Regions from separate parts of the Sus scrofa genome. Here regions 2 and 3 are each linked to region 1. Evidence: chromatin contacts called from public HiChIP or PLAC-seq data. All regions are on one chromosome and are shown on one strand. The core of a region is the stretch at or near the end of the contact, and the rest is flanking DNA. Distances in the headings are between cores, read along the strand shown.

Region 1 (3,500 bases), core at 870-3,369:
AAATGTCTGTACATAAAATGAGAAATAAAAATTAATGTACAATATATATGTTCTGACCCTGAAGCTCAAAAGTGAAAAGAATGTATACATGTGTGTGTAACTGAGTCACCTTGCTGTACAGTAGGAAATCGACAGAACACTGTAAACCAGCTATAACAGAAAAAATTAAAATAATTGTAAAATTTTTAAAAAAGAAAAGAAAAAAAGTGAAATCTGGTCTGTTCCCACTGACTGACAAGATCACAGGTCACGATGATATAACATCAAGATAAACCAATTTTTTTTATGGCCGCACCCACAGCACATGGAAGTTCTGGGCCAGGAACTGAATCTGAGTCACAGCTGCAACCTACACCATAGCTGCAGCAACACCAGATCCTTTAACCCACTGTGCCAATCAGGGAGAGAACCCACACCTCCACAGCAACCCGAGCTGATGCAGTCAGATTTTTAACCCACTGCACCAGAGACGGAACTCCAAAATAAATTACCTTTTAACAAATACCTACTAAGGCCAATATTGTGCTAACTTGCCAAAGTTCCCAATTTTTTTTTAGACAAAATGCTATACTATGATTGCTAAAGAAAAACCAACCTGTTCTAGTGCCTACTTTCTATAATAAATGCTGCTGGTCTGTCCTTTGTCTTTTTATTTACTATGAGTCTTTGGAAGCTAATGATCACAAGGCAAATCCATGTAACAACATTCTGGATAAACAAAAGAGCAGTGCAATTTGGGTGCTAAAATTCTCCCTCTCTCCTAAGATTCAAGGCTCCTGATAAAGTACTTAAATATCTTATGAATAAAAAGGGGAAAGCAGAAGTAAATTCACATACTACATTCCTTTAGCGGTCCAATTACTCTAAAGTCTATATACCTTTTGCAATATAAAGGAAAAGGAGGATAAATTTAACTTAAAGAGTTTACTTGACTTTCTATTATGCTGAGAGCCCTCATCATAAAAGCTGTTGCTTGGAACAGAGGCAATACAAGTCATATTTAAAAAACAAAACAAAACTTAAAGAGGCAGTCTCTGATGGTAACTGTGCATAACAAACTCACCAAGGTCAAGAACACCCCATCTATACCTTCAACTGTATTAAAGGAAACATACACATTCTGGACCTTTGAGCTAGGATCAATAAACCTAAAAATCACTTGCTTTGGCAACCATGGTTTGCTCTATAAATACCTTTACTACAAAACAACTAAAAAAGCCCAAATACACCTTCATCTCTCACTTATTCCTTCTTTTCCAGTCTCATATGATGCCCTTGACAGGGAATAAAATATTCCTGACAGCTTCAGCTACCTGACACTAAAAACACAAATAAGAGAGATCCTGATTGGTTTTCATTTTAAAAAATATAATTTTCAACTCTTTTTTAGGAAAACAAACAATACTAGTTCACCCAAGCAGATCTTTGGGTTTTAAATTTTATCTTTAATTATTTTTAATTCTAACATTGTCATTAAATCCTACCTACTCTTCCACTGTCTGTTCCATTCCCAGAGTTATCAATTCAGCTCAGTATTTTTAAAAGCACCTATTACTACGACATGATAGTCACTACTCAACCATCCCATCTCCTTATGAGTTCCTATACTAGTTACTTCTCAGGTAATAACCCCCTTATCATTAAGGGCCTGTCTAGTAGCAGTCATCCCCTCACTTTCACCTACTGAGCCTGGCCTTGGGGCACCATCTTGTGGTCAGCAACAAGAATTATCCTTCAAGTCACTTTTTTCCCCCTTGGGAGACTGCTACACCTAGGCTTTCTGGTTTTGCTAAAAGTCCAATTAATTCAATCTTATAAGTCTCTCTCTCATTCGAACAGAGAAGAATGCTATCCTGCTGTAATTTACTACAGAGGGTAGAGTTCCTTATTTATAAACTTGGGGTAATCTAAACTCTTAAGAATTATGTGTTACTGAATTAAGAAAGAGAAAGAATGGGGTTTTGAGAGCTACTTCAAAGATGAACTCCAGAGATCAGCAAGTGCTGAGCTCTATGTGCCTTTTCCAGTGTTGGTCTCAGCTACAAAGTCCTTCTGGGCCTGCACAGCCCTGATTCCACTCTGTGGAGATATGGGCCAATGGGGACAGAAGTCTGAAGCTCCTGCTGCTCCTGAGGTGCCAGTCTCGAGGCAGAGAAAGCAGCTGGGACAGGGCTGCATGGGACCTCCAATACAGGAGAAAGGTGACAGACAAGTTGTGCCTTTCCTTGCGCCATGCCCACAGCTATCTAGTTTCACTACCTGGAATTTACAGAGCTGGAAACCATCATAGTACCAAGGGTAGTTCAGCTATTCAGTGCGAATACATCCCAATATTTTGGCCCCTTAGCCACCAAAAAGTGGAAACTACCCCAGGAAGAGTTATCCCACCTGCCCCTTCTATTCCACCTGCCTGACCCCACCCTTTCCTCTTCTCTAATTTTCAGATTTAGCTAGGCATTACAGAAAAAAAAAAAAAAATTCCCTCTCCAAACAGAGAGCAACCCACAAAATTACCCTAACTGCAGCCTAGTAAAGGTATACTACTTTTTCTAAATTCATCTATAAGAGGAAAATGATAGTGTGAGCTCTGAAGTGATATTAACTTTTAAACAGAGAATCAGGTTCATTAAACTCAAAGTATTCCTTCACAACTAAATGTTGTCTTAGAAGTTGGCAGGTCCTAACACTACATGACAGTAACTTCTGAGCTGAACTCCCTGATACAACAGCTATTTTTTTCCTATTTTATTCTACCTTGAATATAACTATGTGGGACTTCCTGTTCATGGCTCGTTGGAAAAGAATCTGACTACCATCCATGAGGACACGGGTTCAATTCCTGGCCTCATTCAGTGGGTTATTGCCATGAGGTGTGGTATAGGTCGCAGACACGGCTCAGATCTGGCGTTGCTATGGCTGTGATGTAGGCCCACACCTACAGCTCCGACTTGACCCCTAGCCTGGGAACCTCCGTATGCCACAGCTGTGGCCCTAAAAAGAAAAAAAAAAAAAAAGAATATAACTATGTAAAAATTCAACTGTATTTTCAACACACAATCCCTGTTTTAAAAATCTATAATGAGGAGTTCCCGCTGTGATGCAATGGGATTGGCGACATTTTAGGAGCACTGGGACGCAGGTTTGATCCCTGGCCTGGCACAGTGGGTTAAGGGTTAAGGATCTGGCACTGCTGCGGAGGGCAGCCAAAAAAAGGAAAAAAAAATTAAATAAAATAAATAAATTAAAATCTGTAATAGGAGGTCCCTATATCAAACCACATCATCAAAATTTAGTGTCATCTTTTTTTTTGGGGGGGGTCTTTTTAGGGCCATACCTGAGGCATATGGAGGTTCCCAGGCTAGGGGTCGATTCAGAGCTAGAGCCACTGGTCTACACCATAGCCACAGCAATGCCAGATCTGAGCCATGTTTTCAATCTACACCACAGCTCACGGCAACACTGGATCCTCAACCCACTGAGCACGGGCAGGGATCGAACCT
Region 2 (3,202 bases), core at 231-2,730, 150 kb before region 1:
ATTCCCAATTTTATATATTCTGGAATTTTCACTTTTTCCAGTATATTCATGTTGTTTTCCCTATGACATTGCATAAATGGGTTTACTGGGCATACATTCTGTCCTTCTTAGCTGGGCATGAGCCTCTTAACTCTTATTTCCTCATCAAGAGGGCCAGCACAAGCATATAAATGGGCCCCTGCAATTCCCTGGCTCAGGTCTGCCAGATAATTCAATGACTTCCATGCACTGGACTGTTCCAAGCAGTCCTTTAAATTGATAAAACTCTCCTATCTACCTTCCTTGTTTTGTATGTGTATGAGGGAAAGTCTCTTAAGAAAATCTTATCTGATATTTGCAAATTTCCAGAAAGTGCTGAGTATAAAGTGCAATCCTTACCATGGATTACCATGCCCTTGCATAAAAATGAAGTCTTTTAGAAGTTGAAGAATTTACTCACAGTTACATGGAAATTAACAGCAAGATCTCAAGATCTGAGTCTTCCTAAATGGGAAAATACAACTATTGTTCCCAGAGACAGCACTTTATTAGTAAGTAGTCAGACAGCAAAGTAGCTTTTGGGTAAGTAGAATGAGCTGCATTTCCCCACAGATGAAACACAAACAGGTAAGGAGACTTGCCAAGGTGATACAAAGCTGTAGAACTCAGGGCTGAAGCAAAACTCACAAAGGGTCCAGTTGAAACAGCCCCATTAATTCATCTACTAATAACCAATAGCATTTGTTTCCCTCTTCAAGTCAGAAGAATTACCTGGAGAATGATGACTTTCTGAAAGAACAGAAAAGTTGCAGCTGTTATTTTGTAGTTGAAATTCTATTACGCTCACACTAATAGTTGTGTTTGCGTTACCATAGTAAGCACTTCCAATCTACAGGAAACATCAGGGAGGAAACTGAGAAAGCCATAAACTTTGAGGCTTTTGCAAAATATGATGAACAAAGAGGTTGGCAAGACGCCCCTGGTGTCCTGCAGTGGAGGTCCTCTGGGTTGCCTCAGTGCCCTGAAAGAATGGTACTGGCTCACCATTATTAAAACACTTGTCCTAATTTGTTCACCTAGGTCATGAAAGCTCTTTTCACAGTCTCACAACCTGCAAATTGAAAGCACAAACCTGACTGTGTTTAGGAATACCTGGTCAAACATTTTATCAGTGCCATCAGCCTCTGTGTAGCTTACATAATCCACATGTGCAATAATAGTATGCCAACAGGCTAACGCAAAGAGCCCAGTAAAAATGAAATGGTGTTACTCTGAGTGGAAGAATGTAAGTGTGGGGAATTTAGGGTTTGATGTAATCTACTTAGTCATTGTAATCATCAGAACATCAGAATACTAGCACCACAAATAACAATAGCTACCTGCCCACTATGTCTTTTTACGGGTAGCATCTGTAGCAATCTCATGAAGACATTTCTACGTTAATCCTCACCTCCTCCCTCCCTGGGAGGTACTTCCATTTATAACTAAGAAATGGGAGGAGTTCTCGCTATGGTGCAACAGGTTGGCAGTGTCTTGCCACGCGGGTTTGATCTCCAGCCCAACACAATGGGTTAGGGATCCGGCACTGCAGCAGCTTAGTTCGAGGCTACAGCTTTGATCTGAACCCTGACTGGGAACTCCATTATGTCGGGGGTGCCCCCCCCGAAAAAGGGAAAAGAAATGGGAAACTGAGAAAAATGCTGTAATTTTCCCCTGCTGGTAAGGTGTAGGGAGGATCTGAACTGCTTGATTCAGCCTTCTTGATTTTTATATTTGTTTTATTATTGTCTTTTTATAAAACCATTCCCCCCATACTATTAGACAAACTCAAAATGTGAACAATGAAAGGAAGAGAAACACTTTCCACACCTCTGTTATTAACATTATAAACTCTTGTGCTTACTTTACTTGCTACTGTTTACTTCCAAGCTGACTCCTAAAATGGAGAAGCCAGGCACCCAGAATTCATAGAAAGAGCACTTCTAGTTTCTCATTAAATATTAACACCAAACTAGGAGGGAAGAAAGGTAAAGTAAATTGTGTACAGCCTTTCACATGTGACTTTTGTTAAAACTAAGAACTCCTTGGAGTTCCCCTTGTGGCGCAGCAGAAACAAACCTGACTTGTATCCAGGAGGATGTGGGTTGGATCCCTAGCCTTGCTCAGTAGGTCAGGGATCTGGCGTTGCCGAGAGCTGTTGTGTAGGTTGCAGATGGGGCTCAGATCCTATGCTGCCGTGGCTGTGGTGTAGGCTGGCAGTTGTAGCTCCGATTCTACCCTAGCCTGGGAACTTTTATATGCCCAAAAAAAAAAAAAAAAAAAAGAGCTCCTTGTAAGTGATTTTAACCCCTTTTTATGACACTAATAAAAAACTCTCTGGACATGAAGTGGGGAGTGGTTCTTGTTCCTATAAGTAAATGATTTTGACTGGCACATGCTTTTCATGTGATTCCATCTAGTATACAAAGAAGCATGAGATTAATAACTCATTTAGAAACTTTTTACTTAAAAATCTTTCCTGAATCATTATAACTCAAAGGGAATGTAGACAGCTAATATGATTTGAGTTTAACTATCAGTAAACAGACATCCTGAACATTATAAGATCTTTTTAAAAAAAGTAGGTCAGGGAGTTCCCTGGTGGCTCAGCAGGTTAAGGATCCAGCACTGTCACTGTTGTGGCTCAGGTCACTGCTGTGGCCTGGGTTTGGTCCCTGACCCAAGAACTGCTGCATGGGTGTGGCCAACAAAAAAAAGTAGGTTATATCATATTTGGGCAGGTGAAATTCTTCCCCCAAAGAATTATTAAAACACATCTAGGACGTTCCCCTGGGTGCAGAGGGTTTAGGATCTGTTGTTGCCACAGCTGTGGCACAGGTTGCAACTATGAAGGCCAAAAAAAAAAAAAAAATCTAGATTTTATTGTACGCTTACAATTCATAAATGAATATTGGTCTTGGAAAATGGAAATTACAAATGGTCTTGGAAACTGGTCCAATTTCATACACTGGATTGATCAACACAGTAGTCACGGTCCCAGATCAAAGACAAGTCAGGGCCCTTTTGGGGCAAATTCCTGATGAATGAGAAACTTTGGTGAGTGCACAGGTTGGGAATGCTTAATATAATGCATCACTCTTTGGTGTGGCTCAAAGTTGGAAAGCTGGTGGTTCTTCCTTAGTTGGGCAATAGTTTACTAGGACAGGAGGGCTAGGGAATCTTG
Region 3 (2,995 bases), core at 481-2,980, 170 kb before region 1:
CTGTTGGTCCCTCAGCCCGGTGCACACGCAGCATCTGCCAGTTTTTGTTCTCTGGGGCTGGGATTTGCCCTTTGCTGTTCCTATGGTCAGAGCATTCTAGACACACCGTTTTGCTTAGTTTTCCAAAGTGAGCCAAGAGCCAAGGCTGGCTAGAGAGAACCCCAATTCTAGCTACTAGGCCCTTTATCAGGTAAGAATGGGAGAAACAATATAATCTGAAGAGATCCAGATGAGTCAGAAAGGTCCCTGTCCTCAAGGAATTCTCAGTCTATGAATAACATTAATAACTGAGATCATCTGTGGAGCTAAGTGAGGCTTGTACAATTACTTCAATTAATCCTCACAACCTTTTTTCTAAGGTATAGAGTTTATTATATTTTCATCATGGTTTGCTCTATATTTTAATAGAGTCTCAATGACTATTGAAATTAAGCCTTCTAAAAGAATATTCAATTGGACAGTTTAGGCATTCATTAAAGCAGAAGCCTGAATAAATTTTGTGAGTACTTCTGTAGAATTTAAGGATTCTAGTGCCCAAAATTTAGATTGGTAAGAATTAAATTCTGGGCTTCCTACATCCTCACTTTCCATATATCAAATAAAAAATTTAAGGGCAGGAGTTCCTGTTGTGATAATGAACCTGACTGGGATCCATGAGGATTCATGTTCAATCCCTAGCCTCACTCATTGGGTTTGATACCTCAGCTTCCTTGGTCTCTGTCTCACCATAGCAAAGCATTGAAACAGCAGATGTTTTATCAATTTATTAAAGTGAAAGTACGTTTTCAGAGAGGGAGAGAGAGAACTCTGCGCAGGTTAAAAAGAGGGCCCAACTCAGTTTGCAACAGTCTTTATACCCTACAATGTGATCTGAGTGGACACCCAATTTGATCTTCTGATTGGTCTTGGGCAGGATACCTTATTTGCCTGGGAGACCTTTCTGACTCATCTGGATCTCTTCAGATTATATGGTAGTGGAGTGAGGAATGGGTGACATTCCTTCTGTAGCAGCGAGTGAGCAACCCAGGCTGGTCAAGGGGGAAGGGGCATTACAATGAGACATGGTCAGAGGCTTTTGGGCCTAATCTCCTTGAAGGGCACTTAAAGCCTATAACAGGTTTAGGATCCAGCCATGAGCTGCGGTGTAGGTCAGCAGCTGAGGCTCCAATTTGATCACCAGCCTGGGAACTTCCATATGCCACAGGTGCAGCCCTAATTAATAAATAAATAAACAAAACAAAATAAAAAATTAAAAATTTAAGCGCCTTCCATTGTAGGATCAAAAGGCAAAAGACCAAATACCTTGGACAGTATTTCCTCAGCTGACATGAAAACTCAGCTACTGGGTCCTTCTGAGAGGACTCTTAATTGTCTTCAGACACAGGATGGGTCACTACACCTCTCAACACCTTCTTGGAGTCCTGGGGTATTCAGAACTTTAGCATGGCATTCAGAATTTTTTGCAGCCATTTTAAACTTTGCCCCTCATTTACACATTCTTCCAGGCAACTTCCAAGCCAGCTGAGACTCTTATCCATTGCTTAAACCACTCACCTTGGCCTTTCTCATCTCTGTGGTTTTTGTCAATACTGTTTCTTCAACTTGGAAAACCCGCCTCACTCATCTCCACTCACCAAAATCTCATCTCAGTCCAGACCCCACTGCCTCCTCCTTCCAGACTTCCCCAATCACCAGGTCGGAACTGTTTCTTCCTCTTTGCTCCCACACATGGCTTCTGACGCTATTACAACATAGGCTCCTTTCCCCTGGATTTAGCACATCTCCATGGCAGAGTCTGGTACACAGAGTGGCTCTCAGTGCTACACGATGAATGAAGGGCTGGACTGAACAGGTGGGACCAGAAACAAGCCCCCCACTCCACATGTCCCCTCTGGCAATAGGATGGCCATCTGACCACCACGCCTAGAAATCTAGGGCTGGAAGAAAGCCCAACGGGTGGCCCAGACTTGGTCCAAAGTTCCTTTAAGGCAATCCTAAAGCGAAAGATGGGCTATTACAATTAGAAACATTGTCAACCCTTTCCCAATGGACCTGTTATTTGCTTTTCAAAAAGCTTTGATTTTTAAATTTAAAAGCACACAAGTACATTCATATTAAGAGATTTCATATTTTACAGGAGTCAAGCATGAAAGTCTTATTTCAACAACATTCCTTCCACTCCCTTTCCCAGAAGAAACTCCTGGGGACAGTTTAAAGTGGTTTCATTTCTATATACTTACAAACATGTATGTACACAAACAAAAATATTTTGAACACAAATAGACAATACTTCACTACCTTTTCACTACTTTCCCACCAATTTAATGTACTGATTTACACATGAGGCTGAACATTTTCTTTTGAATGCTTATTGGTGATCTATTTCTTATTCTGTGAACTCTTGCCGATTTTCTACTTAGTTGACTGGTTGTTTCAGTTTGTATTAACTCTTAGACTGACACACTGGCGACACCCATCTTTGGTTACAGATGTTGCCCAGACCTATCTTCCTTCTTATTCATTTGCCATTTCCCAACAGTATAGCTTTGGGCAAGCCATGTCACTCAAGCTTTGTTTCCTTATCTAGACAATGAGGATGACATGGCCCAGACTGTGGGGAGAACTGCATGTCACCTACCAAACATTAAACCCAGTATTCAGTAAGTACTCAATAAATGTGAGCTACTCTTCATTACCTAGACTTGGGGAGAGTTGGTTAGGAGTTTAGTTTGGCCTACAGAGTTTAAAAATAATACAAGTGAGGAGTTTCCGCTATAGCACCGTGGGTTAAGGACCCAGCATTGCCACGGCTGTGGCTTGGATTCTATCCCTGGCCCCAGGAGCTTCCATAGGCTGCAGGTGCAACCATAAAAAATATAACAAAAGTGAATCCTTTAGGTGAGGTAGACATTTTCCAGTTGGCCACACAACCACCCTCCTGCCTCCCTAGTCTGTTTTCTACACCACAGCATCTCAGATTTGTGTTACCAGCCTT

What was found. HiChIP or PLAC-seq counts read pairs in DNA pulled down with a chosen protein or histone mark.
Region 2: a contact with region 1 is called in an H3K27ac HiChIP or PLAC-seq map of alveolar macrophages. The contact joins two enhancer-like sites. A contact is called at or near these places in 2 of 2 datasets of contacts at active chromatin or transcription factors (alveolar macrophages and skeletal muscle).
Region 3: a contact with region 1 is called in an H3K27ac HiChIP or PLAC-seq map of alveolar macrophages. The contact joins two enhancer-like sites. A contact is called at or near these places in 3 of 47 Hi-C or Micro-C datasets (embryonic fibroblasts, omental adipose tissue and retroperitoneal adipose tissue) and 2 of 2 datasets of contacts at active chromatin or transcription factors (alveolar macrophages and skeletal muscle).

Annotation. Positions count from the first base shown.
Region 1 is chr13:69,203,517-69,207,016 of Sscrofa11.1, forward strand. All of the region lies in intron 1 of TMCC1 (transmembrane and coiled-coil domain family 1), which reads right to left. Among named protein-coding and RNA genes, the nearest start is that of TMCC1, 19 kb to the right of the region's middle. Within about 2 kb of position 2,120, at least 8 of the 83 cell types and tissues checked have an H3K27ac peak or open chromatin away from gene starts, as enhancers often do. A contact at or near this core is called in alveolar macrophages, where this site is marked.
Region 2 is chr13:69,051,186-69,054,387 of Sscrofa11.1, forward strand. All of the region lies in intron 2 of TMCC1 (transmembrane and coiled-coil domain family 1), which reads right to left. Among named protein-coding and RNA genes, the nearest start is that of PLXND1, 56 kb to the left of the region's middle. Within about 2 kb of position 1,481, at least 5 of the 83 cell types and tissues checked have an H3K27ac peak or open chromatin away from gene starts, as enhancers often do. A contact at or near this core is called in alveolar macrophages, where this site is marked.
Region 3 is chr13:69,031,946-69,034,940 of Sscrofa11.1, forward strand. No RefSeq gene overlaps it. Among named protein-coding and RNA genes, the nearest start is that of PLXND1, 37 kb to the left of the region's middle. Within about 2 kb of position 1,731, at least 1 of the 83 cell types and tissues checked has an H3K27ac peak or open chromatin away from gene starts, as enhancers often do. A contact at or near this core is called in alveolar macrophages, where this site is marked.